3 separate regions of the Anas platyrhynchos genome follow, and all the other regions are linked to region 2. A link is a contact called in public Hi-C data. All regions are on one chromosome and are shown on one strand. Each heading gives the region's core, a stretch centred on a gene start, on an enhancer-like site or on the middle of the called end of the contact. The rest is flanking DNA. Distances are from core to core; before and after follow the strand shown.

Region 1 (2,847 bases), core at 231-2,730, 180 kb before region 2:
ACAGAAAAGTCTTCTGCTGCTCCCACTAGCCTGCTCTCTCATTTAACCAGGGCCAGACAAGGCTGCTCTCCAGCACCAAGCCACTGTCCTACAAACACAGCTGTAACTTTGCCTTTCGTAAGAGTATCTGTCAAGGGTGGTTACGGATTCTTTTCAAGGCAGTGTTACTCAAGAAGCAGAACGAAAATAAGTAAATATCCCTCTTGTACTCTTGCGTTTTCTGATTAAAAACAAACAAACATAAACAGAATTTGCTAGGCAATAGATCTTCCAAATCAATAACACACCAGGTTGACAGGACCCAACCCCTACTTGAGCAGCCAAAGACCATCCCTTTCACGCCAGACCGTGGCTTTCAGCAAATGGCCAGCTGAATATCCTCAAACGCTTCTGCAGAAGGAAGCAAGGTGGGGAGCACTGACACACCGTGACGTTACAGACGGGCTGTGTGCTGGGAAGGGGTGTGCAAGATCTGAGCCATAAGTAAATGAGGCCATAATTAAAAAGAGAGACTGATTTTTCCAGCAGACAAGGAGATGTCCAGCAATTGCCACCAGGAAGTGCCTGAGGCAGGCACGAGGGGGAAGAGTGAGAAACAAGGTTGTGTTTTTGCAATAAAGGTGTTTTTTCAGTGCCAATTTCCACTAACCTTGTGTGTTCAAAATGATCGTGCAGGCAGGGCAGTGGGGAGGATGTTAAACAGAGCAGAGGCAGGTCCCACTGTCCCAAAGTAAGGAGAGCTAAGAGAACCAGGACGAGCAGTGCAGAATCAGTAAGAACAAAGATTGGGGGCCCTCTAGTCATGAAAGAAGGAAATAAAAGGAGAAGTTAATGGTTGGTGAAATAGAATTGTCCGTATATAGAATAGGAGTAAGTGTGAGTAGGCTGTGAACCTGCAGTTCTGAGCCAGCAGGGCACCAGGGGAGGAATCAAGCGCCGGGCAATTGGGCACACAAGCTGACGGCCTGCTTCTGCTTTTTATTCGCCACTGCAATCGCGAATAAACCAGCTCCACAGCAAAACCCGTCCGAGAAAATGCGAGGCACTTCTCACAGAAACCCCGCAGAAACCACGGCGGTGGGGGAAGGGCCCAAGCACGGGCACCGCTTCCCCCCCCGGCCCCGGGGCGAGCTCGGCGCACCGCGGGGCGGCGGCACCGCCACCCCCTGCCCGGGGCCGGGCCGCGGGGGGCAGCCGGGAGCCGCCGGGGCCCCCTCACCTCGCAGCGCCTCCTTCAGCTCCAGCCGCTCGCCCGCGCTGAAGGCGGCGGGGCCGCCGCCTCTGCGCCGCGCCCACAGGCGGGGGAGAGCCGGGGAGGGCCGGAGGTGGGCGCGGAGCAGGACGGCGGCCACCAGCACCAGCACGGCCCCGCACAGCCCCAGCCCCACGGCCCAGGCCGCCGCCCGCCGCCGCCTCCTCCACCCGTCGCCACCGCCGCCCGCCATCACCGGCGGACTCCGGCCCCACCGCCGCCCGCCTCGCTGAGGGGAGGACGGGCGTGGCCGCGGGCCAATCGGCACGCTGCGGTCCCGGAGGGTGGCCAATGGGAGGGGTTGTCCCGCCCCGAGCTTGCCGCGAGGTGGCTTGGGAGTTGTAGTTCTGCGGCGCGGGGTGTGTGGCATGGCGGCGGGTATTGGAACTCCTGATGGAGTTCAATTCACCTCGTTTCAAAACCCCCACAACATGGCCCTGGGTTTAGCAGTTGTTGTCTTCAGAAGCTTTTCCCTGGTGTACAGACCCATCTCGTTGCAGCAAAGTACTCCCCTGGTTTTCTCACCTGGTTTCACCAAGGAAAGTTGTTCCACCCTTCTGTACAGTGGCCTTGTACTGATTATAAAGATCTATCCCATCTTTCCATGGCATAAGCATTCCTGAAGGTTTAAATGCAGCTGGGAGCTGCCACAGAAAGCCTGTGCTCAAATAGCAGAAGAAGCAAGTGATTGTTCACACATTCTTTATTATCAAAAAAAGAACAAAACCAATATTAAATTAAATAAATTACAAACATTTTGAGCTGGTTATACATCATGCATTTATCAGGTAAGGCTTCAGAGCCATTACACAGAAACATAACTGTTATTTTAAGAGCAGTAAAGGGACACTGGAAATTAAAATTTTCTACCCCAGCATAAATTTGAGCTTCCCCAATTCTTTTGTCCAGGCACATGGAAATGAAGACTTGGAGCTGGCTAGGTTGTGCCTCCAGGAATATCATCTGTCCTCTGGTGTTACATTTATTGCCAGAATTGGCCCATGGCTACAGAAATGAGGCATCATTCCTCCTGGGCCATCGCGATCGCAAAGCGTGTAGTCAGTGCTGCTGCTTGCAAGCCATCTCTCTTGACATTCCACCCATTAAGCTTACAGGAACTTCAGAAAATACAATCTGTTTTTATACGTGGTCTGTTGCTCCGAGGCTTCCTGGGTTAGGTCTGGCAGGCCCTGAGAAATCGGTTTCCTATTACTAACCCTGAACGAGGAATGGGAAATTGGAATTTTTCCTCATTTAAAGCAATGCTACCTCAGAGATACAGACATATTGATTACTTACTGTAGAATAACTTCTTCCATTGCATCAATTTCTTTGTTGCCTTTTTTAAATGAGCAGATAAAAGAAGCGCTCAGGCAGTAGTAAAAAGACCATAAGTAGTCACCCTCAGAGATAGTTTAAGATAATTCAGCCCTTAATTTTAACTTGTACAACAAAACACAGTTCTGGAAGAACCACTGCTGTCTCAGATCAAAATAAGTACTATTAGCAGGCGGGTTTTTCTTTTGGGAAACTAACTTTCTTTGGTTTTATTACTCTCCTGCACCACATAATCAGAAACTGAGGTAGAGAAATGG
Region 2 (2,904 bases), core at 59-2,558:
GTGGGAGCGGGGCTGAGCATCGCCTGCGTGCGCCTTCCCTGCAGCCCCCCCAGCCCGGGGCTTTGCATGGTCTGCAACGTGGCTCTGGTAAGTGAGGAAGAATCTGCAGGATCCAGCAGTCCACGTCACCATTCATAGCCCTGAATCAAGTGGGCGAGGAGCCTTGCCGTTACCGGAGCCCAAAGCGCACCCCAGTAACACCAGTGGCAGGGATGCTGGGTGCAGTTTTGCAGCCGAGGGGGGCTCCCTTCTGCCACGAGGGATGGGTGTGGGTGGTGTCTGCAGCCCCTGGCTCCCAAGGCTCCTTCCTTCCCCAGCGGTGGGCACCTCTGCTTGCCGGGGGGCAGCTGGGGAATGTTTGTGTGCTTCCAGCCCTGCTCCTCTTTGGCCCCCACACACCTCGTAACAGGATTCGGCAGAGCATGAACTTGCCTTGCAATGACCTGATTGCAAAACGCTTAATCTTCCTCATTTTCCTGGAGAGGACAGGCCTCAAACCCTCTCTGGGAAAGAGGATTTAAAATCGAGATTAGGGATTGGGTCACCGACATTATTACCGTTTTTTCCCCCCATCTCCACTTTTCAGTGTGCCTTTTTCAGAACACGGCCCGGAAACTGTGTCAGGGGCTTGTAATTTTGGATTCCCTTTGTTTAGGTTTGAGGGGATTAATTAATTACAGCCCTGCTGATGCTGAATCCAGATGTGTTGTGCTGGAGGTGGGCTGGGGCCACCAAGCCCCCCACTCCCGGGGTGCAGCAGCAGGGCCGGGGGCAGCCGCTCGCCCCGTGCCCCCCACCCGGGCACCTCCAGCCACAAGCCCCCCACATTTTGGGGCTGTTCAGGGCCACCCATGAGGCTCCGGGATCAGTCCCTGGTTGATAACGGATCGGGAGGGAGGAGCCCCCTCCCTGAGCCCCCTTTGATTTTTGATTCCCAGGGGATGCAAGGGGCAGGCTGGGGGCGGGGGGTGGGGGGGCTTTTTTTGGCCTTTTTTTTTTAATAACCACGAGCCGGGAAGCGGAGCTGCCATAGGAGCGAATGACTGTGGTTCTCCAGCAGCGCAGAGGAGGATGCTGTAACCCCTTGCCCCCTTGCTATCGTCTCCTTTCCCCCCACCTTTAGCCCAAGAAGGGGGAGCGGGGTCGGGGCTGCAGCTGCGGGGAGGGCGCGGCTCTCCCCGGCCCCCCCCGGCCGCGGGGCCGGAGCCGTGCGGGGGCTGCAGCATCGGTGGGGCTCTGCTGCCCCCGCCTGGAGCAGGCGCTGGTGGCTCAAACCCTTCCTCCCGAGCTCCCTTCCTGCTCAAACCCTTCCTTCCCAACTCCCTTCCTGCGAGCAGCCTTGCTGCACAACCGCCAATAATCCTTTTGGGGCGTTATAAAGCATTTTGGTTATTTCCTGCCTGCCTTTACCCACCGCCAGCCCAGCTCTGCTCACTGTCAGTGAAAGCTGAACCCACACGTACGGGTCAGAAACATGAGAGAACACCTTGGGGGGCGGGGGGGTTATGGCCTTAACGCCTCCCTTTCGGTTTCTTTTTGCAGCGAGGAGCTGAGTCCCGCGAGGGGTGGGAGCAGGCGAGGGGCGCGGGGTGCCCGTGGGCAGCTCAGGGAGAAATTTCGGCATTTCCCTCGGCGGGTTTCACTTCGCCTCTCCCTGGCCTTAACGGCTCCCATCCACGCGGTTTGGGTGCAGGCCCGAGATGCGAAATGAGTTGTGGTTTTTATCTGTGAGGGGAAAGGTCTCTGAAATGTCCCCAGCCCATCGCAAACAAGGCTGGAAACGACTTTGAGAAGTCATCCGTCCCTTTCTCTTCCCGTTAGCGGAGCGGCAGCGAGGTGGCTTTGCTCTCGGCGCCTCGCTTCTGCGGCTGCCATGGCCGCCGCCGGGCCCCGCTGGCTCAGCACCACGCCGAGGAGCTCTGTCGGGCAGCCCCTCACGTGGCCGGGAAACGAAGCTCGGCCGTAATTAGCGAGTGAGTTGGGCACGGAGTTTGTGTGCAGGGCAGTGAAGCGTCGCATCCTCTCCTTGCGTGCATCTCGTGCTCGCAGACTCAAACACAGATGCAGGCTCCGTTCTGCCAGGAGAGCTCCCAGACACGGCCCTGTGAGCCCACAGAAATTCCTGACGGAGGGACCCGGGCTGCTGGCGCTGAGGCTGGGCAGGGCGAGGTGGGGGCACTGCGAGGTGGGGGCACTGCAAGGCACAAAGTGAGCAGGGAAAGCGAGCCGGGTGTGCAGGCAGCTGGAGGGTGCCCTGAGCACCCCACATCCCGCACCCTGCACCCCTCAGCCAGCAGCTCCAGGCCTGGGCTGTGCCCCCTGTGCCCTCCCTGCCGCCTTTTTCCCCATCAGGGCCAGGATCTGAGCATCTGGGGCCGGTTCTGGCCCCTCTCTGGGGACGCCGGGTGCTGCTGCTGCGTGGCCGAGCCCCCGTGCATGTGGGGACGGTGACGCTGAGCCCCGCCACGGCCTCCCTTGGTTTTCCCTGCTGAGATGAGAAGTCCTCGATGTCCTTGATCGCTGAAATACGGTGAGAGCAATGCCGAAGGTGCAGCTCGGGAGCAGACGGGGCTGGGGAATGCCCCAAAATCTCCCCTCTGCCCTTTGCTTGCTGCCGACAGCCGCTGGCAGTGTTTGCGGGCGCTGGGGCCGGGCCGGATCTGGTGCTTCACACACATGGGGGAAGGGTTTGCGGCTGGGGAGGGCGGCAGCCTTGTTTGCTCTGTCTGCACCTGCTTCCTCTCGCCTTCTCTGTGCTTCTTTGGGGCTGCTTCACCTGGGGCAGGCTCAAAGGCCGGGGACGGGGAGCTGCTGAGCGCCGCGGTGCTGGCACTGCCGGGAGCCAGCTGGGCCTGGGGTCTGCAGGAACACCCCCAGGGAACAGGAGGGTCTGGGCTGAATGAA
Region 3 (3,126 bases), core at 195-2,694, 200 kb before region 2:
CAGTTCATGGGCACCGTGGGGAGCACGGCCCCGTTGGCCTGGTGGGTCTCCTTCTGCTCCGGCTTGGAAGACATCCTGCAGGGAGGCTCTCCTGACCCTCGGCTCGGTGGGCCTACAGCCAGCAGCTGCTCCAGGAGAGATCTTCGGCCAGGGCCTTACACAAATGGCCCTTCCAGCATCTAGAGGCCACCTCTGCTATCCCTGCTCGCCCGCCTTTGAGTGTAGAGACTGCTCCCGCAGCAGAGATCCCCATCAAGCAAAGTCCAGGAAAGGGGGACACCAACAACTGAGCTAGCAGAGAGCGCAGGAGGAGCCGGGAGCTACAGCAGGCTCACTGCAGGGCCCCTTCCCTCCAGCACTGCGCGGGGCAGCAGCCACCGAGGTGGGATCCAGGCTCCTCTTCCTCGACGCGTGACCCTTTAGCGCGTCCTTCTCCAGGCCTTCTTCCAGCAGACTGCTGTGACGGGGCACACAAGGCAGAGAGGAAAACTGATGAAATAAAGACCCCTGAAGAAAATGGAAGCTTAAAGGAACCAGAGGGTGGGTACAAGAGGGACTGGCTTTCAGAGCTGATGTTCCCCCAGTCCAGAAGAGCTCTCCTTGCTGCCGGGGCTCTGTTAGTTTTCCTCTGCAGAACTTGACTCTGGAGGCTCCTGGGGGCCTCTGCTCCGTTTCAGCCCGTTCTGCGCTCGCTGCCAGAACAGGCGGCAAACCCAGCAAGCTCCAAGTGCCGCAGCCGCCCTCCTCTTCCAGCAGGATTTCTCACCTTACAGCGCGAGGCGAGAGGAGCTCTTATTTAAAGTAACAGCGAGCCCCCAGTCAGGGTCACTGCGCCGAGCAGGCTGCGGGGCAGGAGCTGGCACCGGGACAGCCTCGGAGCTGACATCCCTCTGCATTAGCCCGTCTGTCACCTGAAACACAGGGAAAAAACCGCTCTGCTGGGCTCTGCGGCTCCGCGCACACCGCCCCGTCCAGCACACGACACGTCGGCAGCCGCGCCGCTGCCCGGGCCTCCTCTCGCAGCCCCGGCAGGCACCGGGGGGGGCCGCGATGCGGTGCCAGGGGCCGAAATCCCCCCGGGGACAACGGGCACGGCCCGCAGCTCCCCGCCCGGCCCGGCCCGGCCGCCGCAGCCCCGGCGGAACCCCGCGCACCGCCGGGCAGCGGGGACGAGCAGCCCCCGGTTACCAAAACCGGGGAGCGGCGGCGGCCCCGGGTTGCGCTGCCCAGCCCGGCGCTCAGCCCTCCGGGCCGGGACTGCCCCGTGCCGCGTCCCCCGGCCCGCCCGGTGCCCCCGCCCCCCCGGTGCCCGTCCCGCACCCGCCGCCGGCTCCGCTCCGCTCCCGCTCCCGCGCCGCGGCGCGCCCTGACATCACCGCCCGCCACTGCTGGCCCCGCCCCCGCGCGCCGCGCGCCGCCCCCATTGGTCCGGGCGGGAGCGGCGTCACGCGCGGCACCGCCCCCCCCTCCCGGCGCCGCTGCCCGCGCAGAGGGGAGGGAACGCCCGGGGGGGTGGGGCGGGGAGCGAGGGGCGGGGCTTAGGTGGGCGGGGCTCTGGTGGGCGGGGCCACGGCGCGCGCTGTCCCGCCAAGCGGGGGCTGCGAGTGCCCGGGGGCGGCTCCCCCAGCCCCCCCCCCGCTGGCTCCCTCTGGTTTTCGGCTCGGCCCGGGGGCGGCTGGGATGAAGCCGCCGGGGCCCGCGCGTCTCCTCTGGCCCTAAAAGCTCCGGGACGAGGCTCCCCGCGGAACGCTCCTGGGGCAGGCAGCGGCGCTGCAGGAACCGGTGGAAGGCGCCGGGTTTTGGACCTGGCTGCTGCCAGGGCCACTGAATCCCCTGTCTCAAAGGATAACGAGCACTGGCAGTAATTTAACCCTGGCGACCTCCTGATGAGGCACTGACAAAAAGACACAGAGGAGAACTTGGGCCGTCCAGAGCTGGTGTCTGAACCACAGCGGCAGCACAGTTCCACAGCCCTGGAGTGGGCAGCCCCAAATCCTGCCTCCAACCCTAGCCTCTGCTTTCCTTTGTCCAAACAAACCTGGTCCCTGAGGCTCTCTTTCTGCCTTCATCTTTCCTTCCTGACTTGGAAAACCCACACCTCCCCCGGAGCAGCCGTTCTTTCCCCACCCCCATGAAAACAAGGCCCACCAAAACGTGACCTTGTTGATTAACACTCGGCCAGCTGCGCGCTCAGGAAGTGGAAGCGTGAAGACAAAAGCCGCATGAGACAAGAAAACAGAAATAGATAAAATCCCCAGCAGCTAGCTGACGCGCAGAGATCAGAAAGGCAGGGGATGAAAGGGCAGGAAATGGGTTTCCAGTTGCGGGGCAGCAGGTACCAAAGGTAACGAGTCCTTGGAAAGGAAACAACTCACCACGGAGCTGCAGCAGGTCATGGAACCACGTGCCCGTGTGCTTTCCAGCAGCCACACGGCTTTAGCACTGCCAAGCTGTCACACAGCACAGTTTTGGCCTAGAAAGCCCAAAGGTGCCTGGCATAATTTTCTCCTTTTCATACAAGGATCGAGCAAAATAAAGTGATTTGGCCAAAGTCATTCAAAGTAAAAACCTATCACAGAGTTTGAGTGTCCTAAGAGGTCCTGACCCTTTGCTGTCTGTTCTAGCTCCACCACTGTCAGCTCCTAAAGCCAATTTGAATCGAGTCCCAGCCACCTCTCACCAAGGACTCCAGGGGAACCCAGTTCTTAACTTCTTGTAACCAGGAATCTCAACACAGAAACTGAGACCAAGTAGTTGTGGATAACGACCTACCCCTACAGAGGTCAGTCCTGAGCAAAGCAGTTCAGGAAGGCAGGCAACATCAGAAGCTGACCCTAATCTGGTCCTGATCTGGGAGCCACAGAGTTCTGTTTTACCAGCCTGGAAGCAAACAAAACCCACCACCATCCTTTCACAGGCCCAAATGCTCACCTCTTGCAGCTGCGTTCACATGTCACCCACGCGCTGTGCCTGCTGCAGCAAACACAGCTCATCCCTGGTCAGGTAGGTCCCTAGGGTTTGTTTTTTTGCCACGTGAGAGCACCTGACAGAGGGGAGCTGGAAGTGCTCGCTTCCTGCGTTCGGGAGGCCAGCGGTTCCTGTGTCAACAGCTGCTGCCCCAGCGGC

The links. A called contact is a pair of places that touch in the nucleus more often than the background predicts.
Region 1: a Hi-C map of subcutaneous adipose tissue shows a contact between it and region 2, with 2.8 times the contacts expected there. The contact joins the promoter of PM20D1 here to the promoter of IKBKE in region 2. A contact is called at or near these places in 2 of 8 Hi-C or Micro-C datasets (skeletal muscle and subcutaneous adipose tissue).
Region 3: a Hi-C map of subcutaneous adipose tissue shows a contact between it and region 2, with 2.3 times the contacts expected there. The contact joins the promoter of SLC41A1 here to the promoter of IKBKE in region 2. A contact is called at or near these places in 4 of 8 Hi-C or Micro-C datasets (F5 follicle, skeletal muscle and subcutaneous adipose tissue).

Annotation. Positions count from the first base shown.
Region 1 is chr27:8,916,582-8,919,428 of IASCAAS_PekinDuck_T2T, reverse strand. PM20D1 (peptidase M20 domain containing 1) reads right to left here and starts at 1,480. Exons shown (of 13, transcript XM_027445086.3): 1 at 1,220-1,480. The coding sequence starts at 1,445. It overlaps SLC26A9 (solute carrier family 26 member 9), which reads right to left. Exons shown (of 21, transcript XM_005011736.6): 21 at 1,938-2,847.
Region 2 is chr27:8,731,642-8,734,545 of IASCAAS_PekinDuck_T2T, reverse strand. It overlaps IKBKE (inhibitor of nuclear factor kappa B kinase subunit epsilon), which reads left to right and starts at 1,308. Exons shown (of 21, transcript XM_072028510.1): 1 at 1,308-1,465.
Region 3 is chr27:8,933,451-8,936,576 of IASCAAS_PekinDuck_T2T, reverse strand. SLC41A1 (solute carrier family 41 member 1) reads right to left here and starts at 1,444. Exons shown (of 12, transcript XM_038168277.2): 1 at 1,321-1,444; 2 at 767-911; 3 at 1-457. The coding sequence starts at 74.